Regions from separate parts of the Mus musculus genome. Here regions 1 and 3 are each linked to region 2. Evidence: chromatin contacts called from public HiChIP or PLAC-seq and promoter capture Hi-C data. All regions are on one chromosome and are shown on one strand. Each heading gives the region's core, a stretch centred on a gene start, on an enhancer-like site or on the middle of the called end of the contact. The rest is flanking DNA. Distances are from core to core; before and after follow the strand shown. Region 1 has its middle 38 kb from the start of Zfp287. Region 2 holds the start of Cenpv (centromere protein V). Region 3 overlaps Ncor1 (nuclear receptor co-repressor 1).

The links. Promoter capture Hi-C pulls out the DNA fragments that hold promoters and counts their contacts. HiChIP or PLAC-seq counts read pairs in DNA pulled down with a chosen protein or histone mark.
Region 1: an H3K4me3 HiChIP or PLAC-seq map of the SCID.adh cell line shows a contact between it and region 2, with 11 read pairs. The contact joins the enhancer-like site here to the promoter of Cenpv in region 2. A contact is called at or near these places in 1 of 39 promoter capture datasets (neural stem cells), 4 of 484 Hi-C or Micro-C datasets (cranial neural crest and embryonic stem cells), 2 of 115 datasets of contacts at active chromatin or transcription factors (the SCID.adh cell line and embryonic stem cells) and 1 of 9 other capture datasets (adipose tissue).
Region 3: a promoter capture Hi-C map of liver shows a contact between it and region 2. The contact joins the enhancer-like site here to the promoter of Cenpv in region 2. A contact is called at or near these places in 5 of 39 promoter capture datasets (the C10 cell line, cranial neural crest, embryonic stem cells and 1 more), 2 of 115 datasets of contacts at active chromatin or transcription factors (both in embryonic stem cells) and 3 of 9 other capture datasets (adipose tissue, liver and pancreatic islet).

Annotation. Positions count from the first base shown.
Region 1 is chr11:62,691,417-62,696,027 of GRCm38.p6, reverse strand. It overlaps a transcript of Zfp287 not described here. Among named protein-coding and RNA genes, the nearest start is that of Zfp287, 38 kb to the left of the region's middle. Within about 2 kb of position 2,322, at least 14 of the 459 cell types and tissues checked have an H3K27ac peak or open chromatin away from gene starts, as enhancers often do. A contact at or near this core is called in the SCID.adh cell line, where this site is marked.
Region 2 is chr11:62,536,410-62,540,925 of GRCm38.p6, reverse strand. It overlaps Cenpv (centromere protein V), which reads left to right and starts at 1,665. Exons shown (of 5, transcript NM_028448.1): 1 at 1,665-2,070. The coding sequence starts at 1,721.
Region 3 is chr11:62,350,168-62,354,908 of GRCm38.p6, reverse strand. Ncor1 (nuclear receptor co-repressor 1) reads left to right here. Exons shown (of 45, transcript NM_001252313.1): 23 at 221-338; 24 at 437-538; 25 at 1,575-1,675; 26 at 3,363-3,531. Among named protein-coding and RNA genes, the nearest start is that of Ttc19, 71 kb to the right of the region's middle. Within about 2 kb of position 2,753, at least 8 of the 459 cell types and tissues checked have an H3K27ac peak or open chromatin away from gene starts, as enhancers often do. A contact at or near this core is called in adipose tissue and liver, where this site is marked.

The DNA.
Region 1 (4,611 bases), core at 1,073-3,572, 150 kb before region 2:
GTGTTTTCTGGCAGGGCTGACATGTGTCACAATTTCATTGCAGCCTTGGTCCTGAACATACAACAACATGCCTGCTTTGAACTGAGCACGCCATCATGCCACACACATAAACAGACGCTGACTCAAACACCTCGGCTCAGATTTAGAACTACCATATGTTACAAGTTGCAGGATTTTAACAAAACTTTTTACAAGGATTTCGGTTCTGGTTTCTATAAACATGGTTTGATGACAGCAAAATCTGAATGTTCTCCTACCATTGTTCCTAGTGTGTTTCAAATTAGTGTATCCTTGAATTGGGTGTGTTAAAATATTTGATTTTTAAAATTCTTGTGGCGTTGCCATCTTCTTTCTTTTGATGTAATAAAATACCCTAGTAAAAACAAGGTAACAGAGAAAGGGTTTCTTTTTATTTATTTCTCTTTTTTTATCTTAAAAAAAAAAAAGATTTATTTGTTTTATGTAAATACACTGTTGCTGTCTTAAGAGACACCAGAAGAGGGCATCAGATCTCATCACAGATGGTTGTGAGCCACCATGTGGTTGCTGGGAATTGAACTCAGGAAAAAGCAGTCAGTGCTCTTAACCACAGAGCCATCTCTCCAGCCCCAGGGTTTCTTTTTTTAAGATTTACCTTGTTATTATGTATATGCGGGTGTGTATGTGCATGAGCATGCAGGTGCCCGCACAGCCAGAAGAGGGCGTCAGATCCCCTGGAGCTGGAATTACGGACAGTTCCCAGCCATCCTGCGTATCTGAACTCCCATTCTCAGAAAAAATCAACTGGGGCGCTTAACTACTGAGCCATCTCTCCGGCTTCAGGAAAGGGTTCTATTTGGCTCACAAAGGTAGGACACAGTCAGTTTGTTGTTACAGGGACGTCAGGAACATGGGAACTTGTCAGCCTAACCTAAACTATCCCTCACTAAAACTCCCTTCTGTCCTGTAGGCCAGGCATGGTAGCGCACGCCTTTAATCCCAGTACTCAGGAGTCAGAGGCAGGCAGATCTCTGAGTTCATGTCAGCCTGGTCTACATAGGACTACACAAAAAGATCCTGTCTCAAAGCAAAAACAAAAGTGCCCTCCCTTCCTGGGTGATTCTAGATGTGTCTGATTGGCAATGAGCACTAACCAGAACCTGCTGACTTACGTTCTCAATTATGAATTTCATCTTAGGATTAGGACACAATTTCCAGCAATTTCTGAAACGGTCCTAAATCTATGTCTTCCATTTTGTGTTATATTTATGTGCACCATTCTCAGAATTGGCAGTTATAAAATCAAAATGTCCTTCAACTCTGAAAACTGGTGGAGATGTTCATTCTGTGTCTTCAAATACCAAATATTCAGCTAAGATTTAATACTGTGTGTCATGTAAATAAGCATATCTATCCTGTTAGTGTGAGATTTTGCTTATCTTTAGCAAGTGATAATATTCCATGTGCAGAAGATGTGCACTCCTTTCATTCCAGTGAGGTAGAGGCAGGAGGATCTCTGGGACAGCCTGGTCTACAGAGCCAGTTCTAGGACAGCCAGGGTTACACAGAGAAACCCTGCCTGGAACATATAATAAACCTATAGCAAAGAATTGTTCTTAAATTAATTTCTTTATTTTTAATTTCTTTATTCTCTGTAAATACTTGATTTTTACACACTTTTCATGAGTGCTTTGCCTGCATGTGTGTCTGTGTCCACTTGCATGCCTGAAGTTACAGAGAGAGGGGTTGTGAGAAACCATGTGGGTATTAGGAATTGCTGGGAATTGAACTGGGGTCCTATGGAAAAGCAGCCAGTCCTCCTAACTACTGATCCATCTATTTCTAAAGTCCCTGTATACATGTTTTATAAATCTATATACCTAGGGCTACAGAATTTTCTGAGTGGAAATTTTTTAAGAAGCCCTGAAATTAATAATGGCCACCAAATATGTCCACATCCTAACTCCTGGACTTGTAAATGTGGAACTTTTTATTTTCTTTCTTTTTATTTTACTTCATTTTATTTTATTTTTATTTTAATCCAAATGCTGGGCTTACACTGGGGATTGAATTGTGAGTTCCATGCATGCTGGACAAGCACTCTTTTTTTTTTTTTTTTTTTTTTTTTTTTTTTTAAGATTTGTTTATTTATTTATTTATTATATGTAAGTACACTGTAGCTGTCCTCAGACACTCCAGAAGAGGGAGTCAGATCTCGTTACGGATGGTTGTGAGCCACCATGTGGTTGCTGGGATTTGAACTCCTGACCTTCGGAAGAGCAGTCGGGTGCTCTTACCCACTGAGCCATCTCACCAGCCCTGGACAAGCACTCTTATTTTAAGGAAAAGTGATGGGGAGAGAGGGTGCTTAGAGATCTCAAGATAGGCAAAAATCATCCTGCACTACCTGGGGGCACTAAATAATATCGCAAAAGTATTGGAAGAGACAAACAGAGGACAATTTAGCAGAAGAAAACACAACTTTAGACCACACACTGAAGCCACAGAGCAGTACCAACCACCGAAATGGAAAGGACGGGTCTAGATTTTACCACTAGAGGGAGCAACGACTCTGACATCTTGAGGCCTAGCCAGTGAAACTGGTAAACCGCTTCTAAGCTGCTAAGCCCAGTTTTCCTCTTCGTAGCTCACCATTGTCAACTTTTATGATTTACTTCCCTTCCCCCACCCTCATCTTAACAGAAGGAAATATGAACGCATAGTCAGTTTCTTGGTGCTCTTTCTTGGGTAGCAAGTGACACACAATAAGCATATCTCTCCTTTTTTTTTTTTTCCTTTTCTCCTAGAAAGACACCATAAGGACAAAAGCATAAATGTCCACAACTGTAGCTGCTGTCCCTGACACCGTGACCATGGTATGGCATAGCCTAAACTTTTTGATGATCCGGCATCATGATGAAGAAACATGGCAGTTTTTCTGAAACAATGTAGTTCAGGCCCAGATAGGAAGCCTGGAGAGGTCTTCCTTGTGGCTTCAGCAGCTTCTCCCAGCAGAAGAGTGGGCAATTACTGCTGGAGGGGAACATAGAACTAAGGAATTGCGTTCAGCACATCCGCTGCACAGCTGGGACTCTTCTTGTGCAAAGAATTTGAAAAGAGTAAGGTGCTGTGGAAGAGAAAGAAAAGAAAGTCCTTACAACGGGCTGGAGAAACGGCTCCACGGTTACAAGCCTATGCTGCTCTTGCAGAAGGCCCAAGTTTGGTTCCCAGAGCCCCCACATCGGGTGCTCACTGCTAGAATTCCTGCTCCAGAAGATCTGACCTGACACTCCGGGCCTCTGTGGGTACCTACAACTCACATACATAAAACCCATATGCACATGACACACACATATATGCATAACTAAGAAAACAAAAGTAGAATCTTTTTAAAACAAACCATAGTGAGAGCAGAGGATGTGGCCCGTGGACTGAGCCCCATCTGGCACATATGAGGCTCTAGGTTCATCAGGACAGACTTCCGGCCACATACTGTAAGCCCACTCACCTGACACTGGTCCTTCTGTGAAAGAGAACGTTCTACAGTGAGACATTTTTAACTATTGTATAGCAGAAACAGACAATAAATCTATCACTTGACTTTTTTTTTTTTTTTTTTAGATTTATTTATTGATTATATGTAAGTACACTGTAGCTGTCTTCAGACACTCTAGAAGAGTGTCTTCAGACACTCTAGAAGAGGGAGTCAGATCTTGTTGGGGATGGTTGTGAGCCACCATGTGGTTGCTGGGATTCGAACTCTGGACCTTCAGAAGAGCAGTCGGGTGCTCTTACCCACTGAGCCATCTCGCCAGCCCTCACTTGACTTTTAAAAATCAGATTATTTCTCATTCTCTGTGTGTGTGTGTACTTTGTGTTGCATGTGTGTGTGCACGCGTGTGTGTGGTATTTGAGACAGAGTCTCATTGTGTAACCCAGGCAAGCCTTCTTCTCCTTCATTGATAAGTGCAAATTTCTTCCCTGTTTAGAAGAACTGTAATGTATTCATTGTAAGCAACTGGGGAATTTCCAAAAGAAACCAACAAAGAAAAGGAAACAGAGGTGAGACATAGGAAACAAACAAGGTCGCTTTGGATACAAACACATCTGTAATCCTGTTAGATACATTTGTATCATTTCAGTGGCTGCAAATCCACCACTGTACCTGGAAGTCAAAGTGTATTTCTTGAATATTTTTTAAAGCCAATCTGATACAGGGTGGGGTGGCCCCTGTCTACAGCCAAAGTCCAGGTCATGACTCCGGATGACAATCTTCCTGCTCCAGCCTCCTAAGTGTGTGGACTGTACACTGAAGTGAGTGAAACCAAGAGCAAGAAAACAGATGAGATTGCACTCAATAATCCCCTTCCCTGCAAGAGACAAGGGCTTTAAATGAACCCGTTAACACAGTTATGATCTTTCTGGAGAAGCAGGAAGGAGTAACCATCAACTCCTGGCGCAAGCCAAGCTGATCTGGCCAGGACAGTAAAACGTGCTGGGGAAGCACTTCTCACACACTAGCCCTGTCAACAGAGCTTGACAGCCCAGGACTCTAGAGGCCTGAGAGTGACCCTGGGAACTGAACTGAGTTCAGGGATCAGCTGGGATTCATGGGACCCACCAGGCAAACAC
Region 2 (4,516 bases), core at 416-2,915:
TTTTTTTTTCAGTTAAGGTTCCCTCTCTGATGACCCTTGTTTGTGTTGCATTAACAAAAGCCAATCCGCATAGATCATATTGACATCAATAAATTATATATGTACATATATGTATATATGTGTGTATATATAATATCAATTATTTCCAAAATGTTGAACAGTATTAGATTTAACAATGTACATGCTATTTTTGAAATGACATTCAAAGATAGGCTAAAGTAGTGTGGTAGATCACACCTGTGATTCTAGCACTTGGGAGGTTGAGGCTGGAGAATAGGTACAGGTTTGAAGCCAGCCTTAGCTACTTAGTGAGTCTAGGACTAGACTAGGCTAAAGAATGAAGCCCTGACTCAAACAAGCCCGGCAGCCAAGTAAAGGTGCCTGTCACCAGACAGCTTGTTTGGTGCAAGAAGAGAACTCATGGTGTAGACTGTCTTCTGCTCCCCATGCACCCGCATACTTCGCTCTCCTCCTGAATAAAGATTTTTAAAACTGTAATGTGTATCAGGAGGTGGAGGCAGGCAGATCACAGTGAGCTAAGATAAACCTGAGCCTTATTCGTGAGTTCCAGGCCAGCCAGGGCTACACGGTTAGACCTTGTCTCTAAATACACAAAACAGGCGAAAGTAAGTCACAGTGAGAAAAAGCCAAAACAAAACAGTGGTCACTTCTGCTTGCTTTTTGGAGATAGTCTAGATGTGGCTAGGATATGCCACATCTGAATTGGTGCATGCAAATCTGTACATTTAAGATACGGGCACAAAGGAAACACCAAAACAAATTATGCATCTAGGAAGTTTCAATTATTGAGAACTTTGTGTTAAAACTTAATGAGGATTTATGAATTAATCAAGCTGTATTTGGGAAAACCCATATTTTCATCATTAAAGATAATAAATGGACTCTATATTGTAATAAAATCAACAAAAACAGAACTAAGTTGAAAAATGAAAAATGCACCAAAAACGAGTAAAAGAAAACGTTTCTTTAAAAGTGTGAGAACAACTGAAAGGGTTTGGAGACTATCTGGGATACCGCAGTGGATGGTTCTTGGGATTTTTGTCTTTAAACGTCAATACGGTATTCTGCAAAAGCTTATGAATGGAATGTAATCCTGGATCCATTTACTTAAAATTGAAAACAAAATCTAGGGCTGGGAATGTGGCTCAGTGCAAGAGTGCTTTCTCAAAGCTGTGGGTCCTATTCTCAGTTCTGCAAAACCACCAAAAAACCTGTTGACCATTGATCAAACTGACTCCAGCTGTCATTTATGCTTCCAGTAGCAGATATCCGACAATTTACATACTACGTTAGCTCACATTAGGTACATGATGGCCTCTGCCAAGTTGGTAGTGTTACCACCTTGGAAACCACGAAGTCACCCAAGCGTGCCAGCTCTGATGTGGCCGTGAATTTATGAACTGAGGCCTGACCCAGGTCCCCAGTTAGAAATGTGTGGTTGGAGTCAGTGGAGGCTGGAAGCTCCTTCGCTGATCAAACGGGCACCGCTACCTGCAAGCGCAGGTGCAGGCGCGGTCTCGTTAGACCCTCAGCGCTCGGCCGGCCCCACGGCCAGGGTCTCTTAGTTGGGTCCCTAGCTCGCGTGTTCCGGAGCGCCGCGCACCACCCCCGGGGCCTTCAGGTTGTCGGAGGCGGGGACGCGCATCGGCCGGCGGGAGCGCGCAGAGCCGAGAGGCCTGCGAGCCCGGCTGAGGGAGACATGCGGCGGACTCGCAGTGCCGTGGCCACCGGCCCGCGGGAGCAGCGGCGCTCGGGGGCCACCGGGGGCTTGAGCGGCGGCGAAAGCCGCGCGCAGCGCTCCCGGAGCAGGACTAGGGCCGGGGCCGGGGGCGGGGGCGGGGCGGTCGGTCCGCAGCCGTCGGCAAAGCCGCGGCCCAAGCCACCGCCGCGGGCCCAGGAGGCGGCCGCCGAGGAGCCACCGCCGGCGGTCACCCCCGCCGCCTCGGTGTCGGCGCTCGACCTGGGGGAGCAGCGGGAGCGCTGGGAGACGTTCCAGAAGCGGCAACGGCTCAGCTTCGAGGGCGCCGCCAAGCTGCTGCTGGACACCTTGTGAGTGTGTCGGGGGCGGCGGGCCGGCACACGCGAGGTGCGCACGGGCGGCGGGACCCGAGGGCTGAGTGCTGAGCCGTTGGCGGGCTGCTCCGGACGGTGTCGGGCTGAGTGCGCGGAAGGGCCCCTCAGGGTGAAAAAACAGACATCCCCCGGCTTGCCAGCTACCAAGACCGTTTTACCCGTTTTTGCACGTGCTTTCGGGGAGTGGGCGGGAGGAAAGGTCGAAGTGGAGAATTTAGTGACCCGAGGAGCGAAGGCCGGTTGTTCTAATCAGTTCCCCGGAGGGAGGGTGCAGGGTGCGGTTATTGATCTCGGAGGGAAAGGCGCGCAAAGCGTTGTCCAGGACGGGCGCTTGCAGGGGGAATGGGGAGTTAAGGTGTTATGTTCTCATCCCCGGTCCGGGCTGGCAGCTCCCCCAGTCTGTGCTTCTGAAGTGCTTCCAGCTTCTTTGGTGGCCTAAGGAGCAGATCTGAGGTCCGTTATTGGGGAAAAGAGCTGATGACTACTCTGGCCAGATGCCTGCTCTTTGGCAAATGTAATGTGAACCCCTTCCTCCTTTACCCATTGTGCTCCGAGAAAAACCCAGTACCCTTGTCTTATAGCCCTCACTCGCAGATGAATTAAAAAGAACAATAAAAGACAAAGAAAACTAACGTTAACCCAACAATTGTTTAACAACCTGAACTACTTTTCATAACAACAAGATGCTCTTTTGTCTTTGTCCCAGAATTAGTTCTCTTGGTTTTGGTGGATCCTCTAAGAACTGGAGTATTTAGTTAGCTTTCTATCTGTTTCGTTTATTCAATTTTATCCCCTTGGGCTATAAATTGAATGCTTTAAAACATTAAAACAAAAATCAGTTAAAACTTAAAAAAAATGAAATATAACACGGAGTACCTGTTGTGTACTAGCTACTGGGAGATCTAAATGATACTATATAAAACTCAGTAGAGCTGGGCACAGTAGCACATGCCGACAATCCTAGCATTCAGGAGGCCGAGGCGGAGGAGTACAGTGATTTCAAGTGCAGCCTGGGCTACAGAGATAGATCCTTTCTCCGAAGAGAAAGAGAAAGAGAGAAAGGAAAACAGAAGCAAGCCAGCGAGAAGGAGGTCCACGTGTGTAAGCCCAGCACTTGGAAGGTGGAGGCAGGAAGATCTACAAGTTCAAGGTCATCCTTGACCACATAGTTAATTTGAGGCCAGCTTGAGCTGCACTGACACCCTGTCTCAAAAGGAAACAAAAAAGCCCCCCACACACACACACAAAGCAAAAATTTTTAGGTAATATTTTCCCCTAAAACAAAATGGTAATGATCTTTAAAAAAGATACTAAAAATATTGGCAGGAAAAGAGGCATTTCACTCACCAGAATAGCGTGCTGTATGCTTGCTTACATCCACTCTATGGTCTTTTAAGCTAACTTTTATACAAAGAAAACGTATGTTAAATACACTAACATTTGGTTCCAATATCGCAAAAAATTGGAGGAATGGATAGCAAATACGGGCTCTCTAAGTGGGATGATCACAGGGGTGGAGGGTTCTCAATGTGTTATTAAACTGTTTGGCTTTTTTTTTTTTTTTTTTTTTTTTTTTTTTACAATAAACATTGTATATAGAAGAAGAAAATGAGATGTTAACTTGTTAGAGAAACCTGGGCGAGCTTTCAGTTTTGCCTCTAGTCAGATGGCAAATTGAAGCGGCTATTTGCTGTTTTTCCCTGTGGTGGTTAATCAGAAGTCACAGCGAAACATTGTCTCGTTTATTTCTGGCCAGAATATTTAGTCTTTTGGGGAAGGGGCTTCAGGATGTCCACTGAATCTTACTGTTGAGTTATGGGGCTGGCTCCAACTGTATACAGTTGTGTGAAAAGCCATGGATTTGGGAAGCGTGAGGAGAGTGAGTGGAGTTAGAGGAGCCTTTGTTGCCCCGCAGAAGGCAACTTGGCGACCTGTCTTACTTTTTCATAGCCACTTGTTACCATCTTTATTACAATCAAAACTGAATATTATTTGGCCTGTTTGCCTAGTGGCTGCTTAAGGCTGGTAAAGTTTTTATCTTGGTCCTAAGCTTGTAATTGAAAGAAAGAAAGAAAGAAAGAAAGAAAGAAAGAAAGAAAGAAAACTAATTAGTTGACATATAAATAAAAATGTTGGGAGTGGGAGCAAATGTGCCAGACTTCTCTCATAGCCTCATATTTACTGAATTCTGGGTATATTTTATTTTGCAGTCATAAAATTCAAGACAGTTCCCAGTGAAAATACTGAACCTCTTTTATGAGATGCACCTGGTTGTCATATATATATATATATATATATATATATATGACATATATATATGTCATATATATATATATATATGAATGAGCCTGGCTTTATTTTAAGAACAAAAAGTCAGCGTGAAGGAGCCAGGCCATAAAACCCCTGCTTGTCTCTTAGAAAT
Region 3 (4,741 bases), core at 1,504-4,003, 190 kb after region 2:
AATAATCTATATGTAATATGTGATATTGTTAGTATACATATTTTACTCCTTTAGTTTTTCTAACTTAATAATCTATGCTGAAATTTCCCTTTTGTTCAATTACTTTTTAAAGTTGTGAGTGGCAGAGATATAGATTTTTATAGATGGAACGTGAAGATTGACTTTACTCTCAGGAGAGACAATGCTTAGTCTTTGACTCTTTTATCTTTTTATTTTTTAGGGAACTCCTGGCACTTACTTGTCTTCTCATAATCAGGCTTATCCACAAGAAGCCCCTAAGCCCTCCGTGGGGTCTATCTCTCTGGGATTGCCCCGGCAGCAGGAGTCTACCAAAGCAGGTCAGTGAGTGGCCACAGTTCTATCACGCCTGTTTGTAGCATCATGGTCAGCCACTCAGTGGTTGGTCTTCTCATGGTTCTCTTTCTTTTCCCCATAGCTCCTTTGACCTACATCAAGCAGGAAGAATTTTCTCCGAGAAGCCAAAACTCACAACCTGAGGGTTTATTGGTCAGAGCGCAGCATGAAGGTGTGGTCAGAGGTAAAACTGTATCCAGTTTAACAGTTATGTTAAACCTTTGCCCATAGTAAACTTTATAAAGGAACTCATTAAAATTTTTTTGTGGGTACATCCTAAGTTGTGGTAACAGTGATAATTTTACTGGCCTTGGATATGCTGTATGGTCAAGTTTGAACTTGGATTCTCAGTCCTCCTACTTCAGCCTCCAAAGTATACATGAATACAAACAGCTTAGTCATTAATATATTTTAATGACTTATTTCTTCAAGTTACTGACTTTTATGTTTTTGCTTCCATGTAAAGATAGCTATTTTTTAAAAAAGATTTATTTATTTTTATTTATACAAGTACACTGTAGCTGTCTTCAGACACACACCAGAAGAATGCATTGGACCCCATTACAGATGATTGTTAGCCACCATGTAGTGGCTGGGAATTGAACTCAGGACCTCTGGAAGAGCAGTCACTGCTCTTAATCGCTGAGCCAATAACTTTAAAACTTTTGAAATTTGATGGGCATATAGTAATAAATCGAAACCAAAACCAAAAAGCCCCACCAAACTCTGACATTATTTGTCAGCCGTAATTTTTAATAATATATTTATTCTGTTATTTCATATATTTGTATAGTGCATTTTGATCATTTCCCCAACACCAACTCTTTCCCCCTCAACATGCTCCCTCCCACTCTCATGTTCTCAGCCACTGCTCTCTCATTTTTTTGATAGTGCAGTTATTATTGCCTATATATGCATGTGTATTTGTGCCATCTACTGGATTATAGGCAGTCTACACATGTTTCTAGTTCCCTAAAGAGAAATTGCTTCTTTCCCTAAGCAGTTATAAGCTACCAGTAGTTCCTCTGCTAGGGGTAGGACCTTCATCAATCAGTTTGAACAATCCTTTTAAAGATCATTATGATATTATTTGAGCCATGCATTTCATTAGGATAATTTTTGTTATGCTTGCCCCATTCTGCTGTGTGAGAACTTGTATTGTGGAGTAGGGGCTGCTAGGAAGAAGGCAATGATTTAGTGATGGTTTTGTTTTCATTCAGGCACTGCAGGGGCTGTCCAAGAAGGAAGTATAACTCGGGGAACTCCAGCCAGCAAAATCTCAGTGGAGACCATTTCATCGTTGCGGGGCTCTATTACCCAGGTCAGTGCATGGGCCATCATCTCCTGGAGCCTGGAAAGCTGGATTTCTCAGGAGTTTTAGTTATAGCAGTGCTCTTGTTATAGCAGCATGGGTCATTGTTCTTTTATGAGTCCAGCTCTCAGTAATAAACCTCAGATCTCCAGACCTTTTCCTTTCCGGCTGCATTTTAACTCCAAGCCATGGTATCTATACTGTAGTTATTCAAGGTGTTACTACTCACCTGGAAATTGGCAAAAGAAACTTGCAGAAGATATTATAGTCCTTATGGACTTCCTGTAAAAGCTTTTATCATGTGCTTAGATTAAATAGAAATTGAGAAGAAAACAATGAGAAATGCTTCTTTGTGAAAAGGTATATTTGTGATCTCAATGTGTAAGCTGCTGTGTTCAAATTCATTGAGTACATCAGAGACTAAACAGAATCCTAATTTTGATTAATTTCTTTTTCTAGCTAGATATTAATTTTAACTTGAAATGTTAAAACACCTCCTTTTTAAAATTTTTACATGAATGAGAAAAGTAGTGAAGTTCATATAGTCTGCCTTTTATAAACACGGATACAGTTTTTGTATATTGTTACTAGCCTATTGTTGTGGTGTATCCTTGTTACCTAAGGTATTGTTACCAGCGGTGTGGACACCCACGACCCTGAGCACCAGCATCCCTTGAGAAGTTGCTGGTCATAAATGCTTAAGCCTTGTGCTAGAGTTGCTGGGTATGAGCTCCAGCAGCCTGGGCTTTCCTGAGCCTTTGGTTGATTCTGCTCAGGACATTGTGATTCAGAGTCACCCTGTTAAGACAATTTCCAGTGTCGTAGTTGTTATGGCTTATGCTGATTTAGAGCATGACGTAGAAACTCCCTGTCTCTCGTTACATATTCAGTCAAAGTAAGTTAACCCTTAAATGTACACAGAGAATATAAGTGGGCCTCTATGCTGTCTTCACTTCCTTCTTAACTTTCCAGCATCCAACGTTTTGTTTGTTAGGTAAATAGTTTTAACTGGGTCAAATGACACTCTGTTGTATCTATTTTAAGATTTGCTCATTGGGACAGAGTGCATGTTGAGGATTTCCTGATGTTTCTGCTGAACTTTGTTCATGACTGGGTATGCTGGACGCATTGCTCCTGTCTTTCACTCACCCCCTTTAAACATCTGTTTCAGAGCGTATTGCCTCAAGTTCAAAGTAGTAGAGATCCTACACAGAGGAGTGGGGTAGATCTGGTCTTCATTTTCTTTACAGCCCAATCTACCCACTTATACAGCGTCCTATACAATAGACAGGAAACAGTTTCCCTAAAAGGAAGGGCATAAAGACCTACTGTCAGTCTAGTGGAGGACTAATGATGGTAAGACTCAGGTGATGTTTCCTGACTGAATATCTCACTAAACAAGGCATCTGAGCCTCTCCTCTTATTGATGACCAAAGCCCAAGCACCAGCCATAGGTTTGGGGGGGACAAAGCTGTTTTACCTCATATGCTATGATCATCTGAGTTCTCTGTGATAGTAGAGTTGAAGGAGCGAGATCGGGGGTTTCTTTATGTCTACAGGGGTGAGATGTTTTGTTTCCTCTGTGCACTTTGTTTTTTTGAAGACTGACCTGACTCTCAGTTTCTTTATTCTTCATGGCTGTGCTGCTTCTCAGCATTAGTGACTCTTGGATGCTTGTGGGGTTTTTTGATGACAGGGGACCCCAGCTCTGCCCCAGGCTGGAATACCAACAGAGGCTTTGGTGAAGGGACCTGTCTCCAGGATGCCTATTGAAGAAAGCAGTCCTGAGAAGGTCAGAGAGGAAGCTGCATCCAAGGGCCATGTTATCTATGAAGGCAAAAGTGGACATATCTTATCATATGATAGTAAGTATTGTTTATTCATTGATGCCAATCTTAGAACGTGAGACTGAAAAACAGGCTCTGATTTTACGTTCTTACTATAGGTAAGTCAGTTTATTTTTTGCAGTCCTGTTTTCTCCTTGCGAAAGGGGATATTTTGTAAAAAAAAAAAATCAATTAAGACTGTCAGTTAAGAGTTGTAAGAGTGTGCAGAGCACAGGGGAAGTATATTGTAATTAACAGCTGACATTGTCAGTGACTAGTCATTCCTTAACCTAGAAAAAGAATCTTCATTTAACTTAAATGGAATAGCTTTTATTTTAATAGGGGTCATATTTTTTTAAGGTTAAGAACTAAGGAACAGATAATCTGATAATCAAGATGAGAATGTTAGACTAAACTCCCCTTAATAAAAATGTATCTGTGCCTGTTTTTCCCTCTATCAAATCTAGCCATCCGTCTTTTCCTTCGAGTATATTTTCTAAGAATGACTAATATATGCTGTAATCATCAGGCACAGGGCTGAGTTTGAGTTTTCTGACTACAACCGTGAAATAGTTATTAGCGATATCTTCTCTTTGTCTCTAATACAAAGAGATGAACAGAATACCTGATGTTGTGTAATCTACACTAATCTTATTTCTTACTTTAACACTTCTAGCGTAGATGAGCATTGTACTTTGGGGAGAGGGAAAGAAGCTAGAAATCTAGGTATCTTTCTTTTTCTCTATCTCTCTTTTTTCATCTCCAGCATATTACAAAATCATTTAGATTGTTTCCTAAAGTCTCTGCAATCAATCCCTTATTCTGCCTGCAGCCATTACCTTTGGTCTGGACACCTTAGGGTGCTGACTTCCCTGGAGTAGTCACCATGCTTCCTGCTTTACCTTTGTGACCTTAAAGGATGAGTACAAGACTGTCCCATGCCAGCAACAGCCCACTCCACGGTCTCCTTTTGCTTACCCCTACAGGTTTTTTTGATTGCTCCTTTTCCTCTCAGCCCGAAACTTTGCTGCCTAACTTCCATTCTTCACATTGGCTTTGTACTGAGCTGATGATGTTTCTTTTAAGGTAGCATGCTCTGTCATTCTTGAGGTATCTGAGCCTGTTCCTTCTGCCTGTGCCATTGTTTCCTGCTTTTATATTGGACAGAAGCATCTCTCTTACTTGTCCTTCAGTTCTCAGCTTGCCTTTTCTGGATGGACTTGGACATGTCAAGTTTCTGTCTCATCAT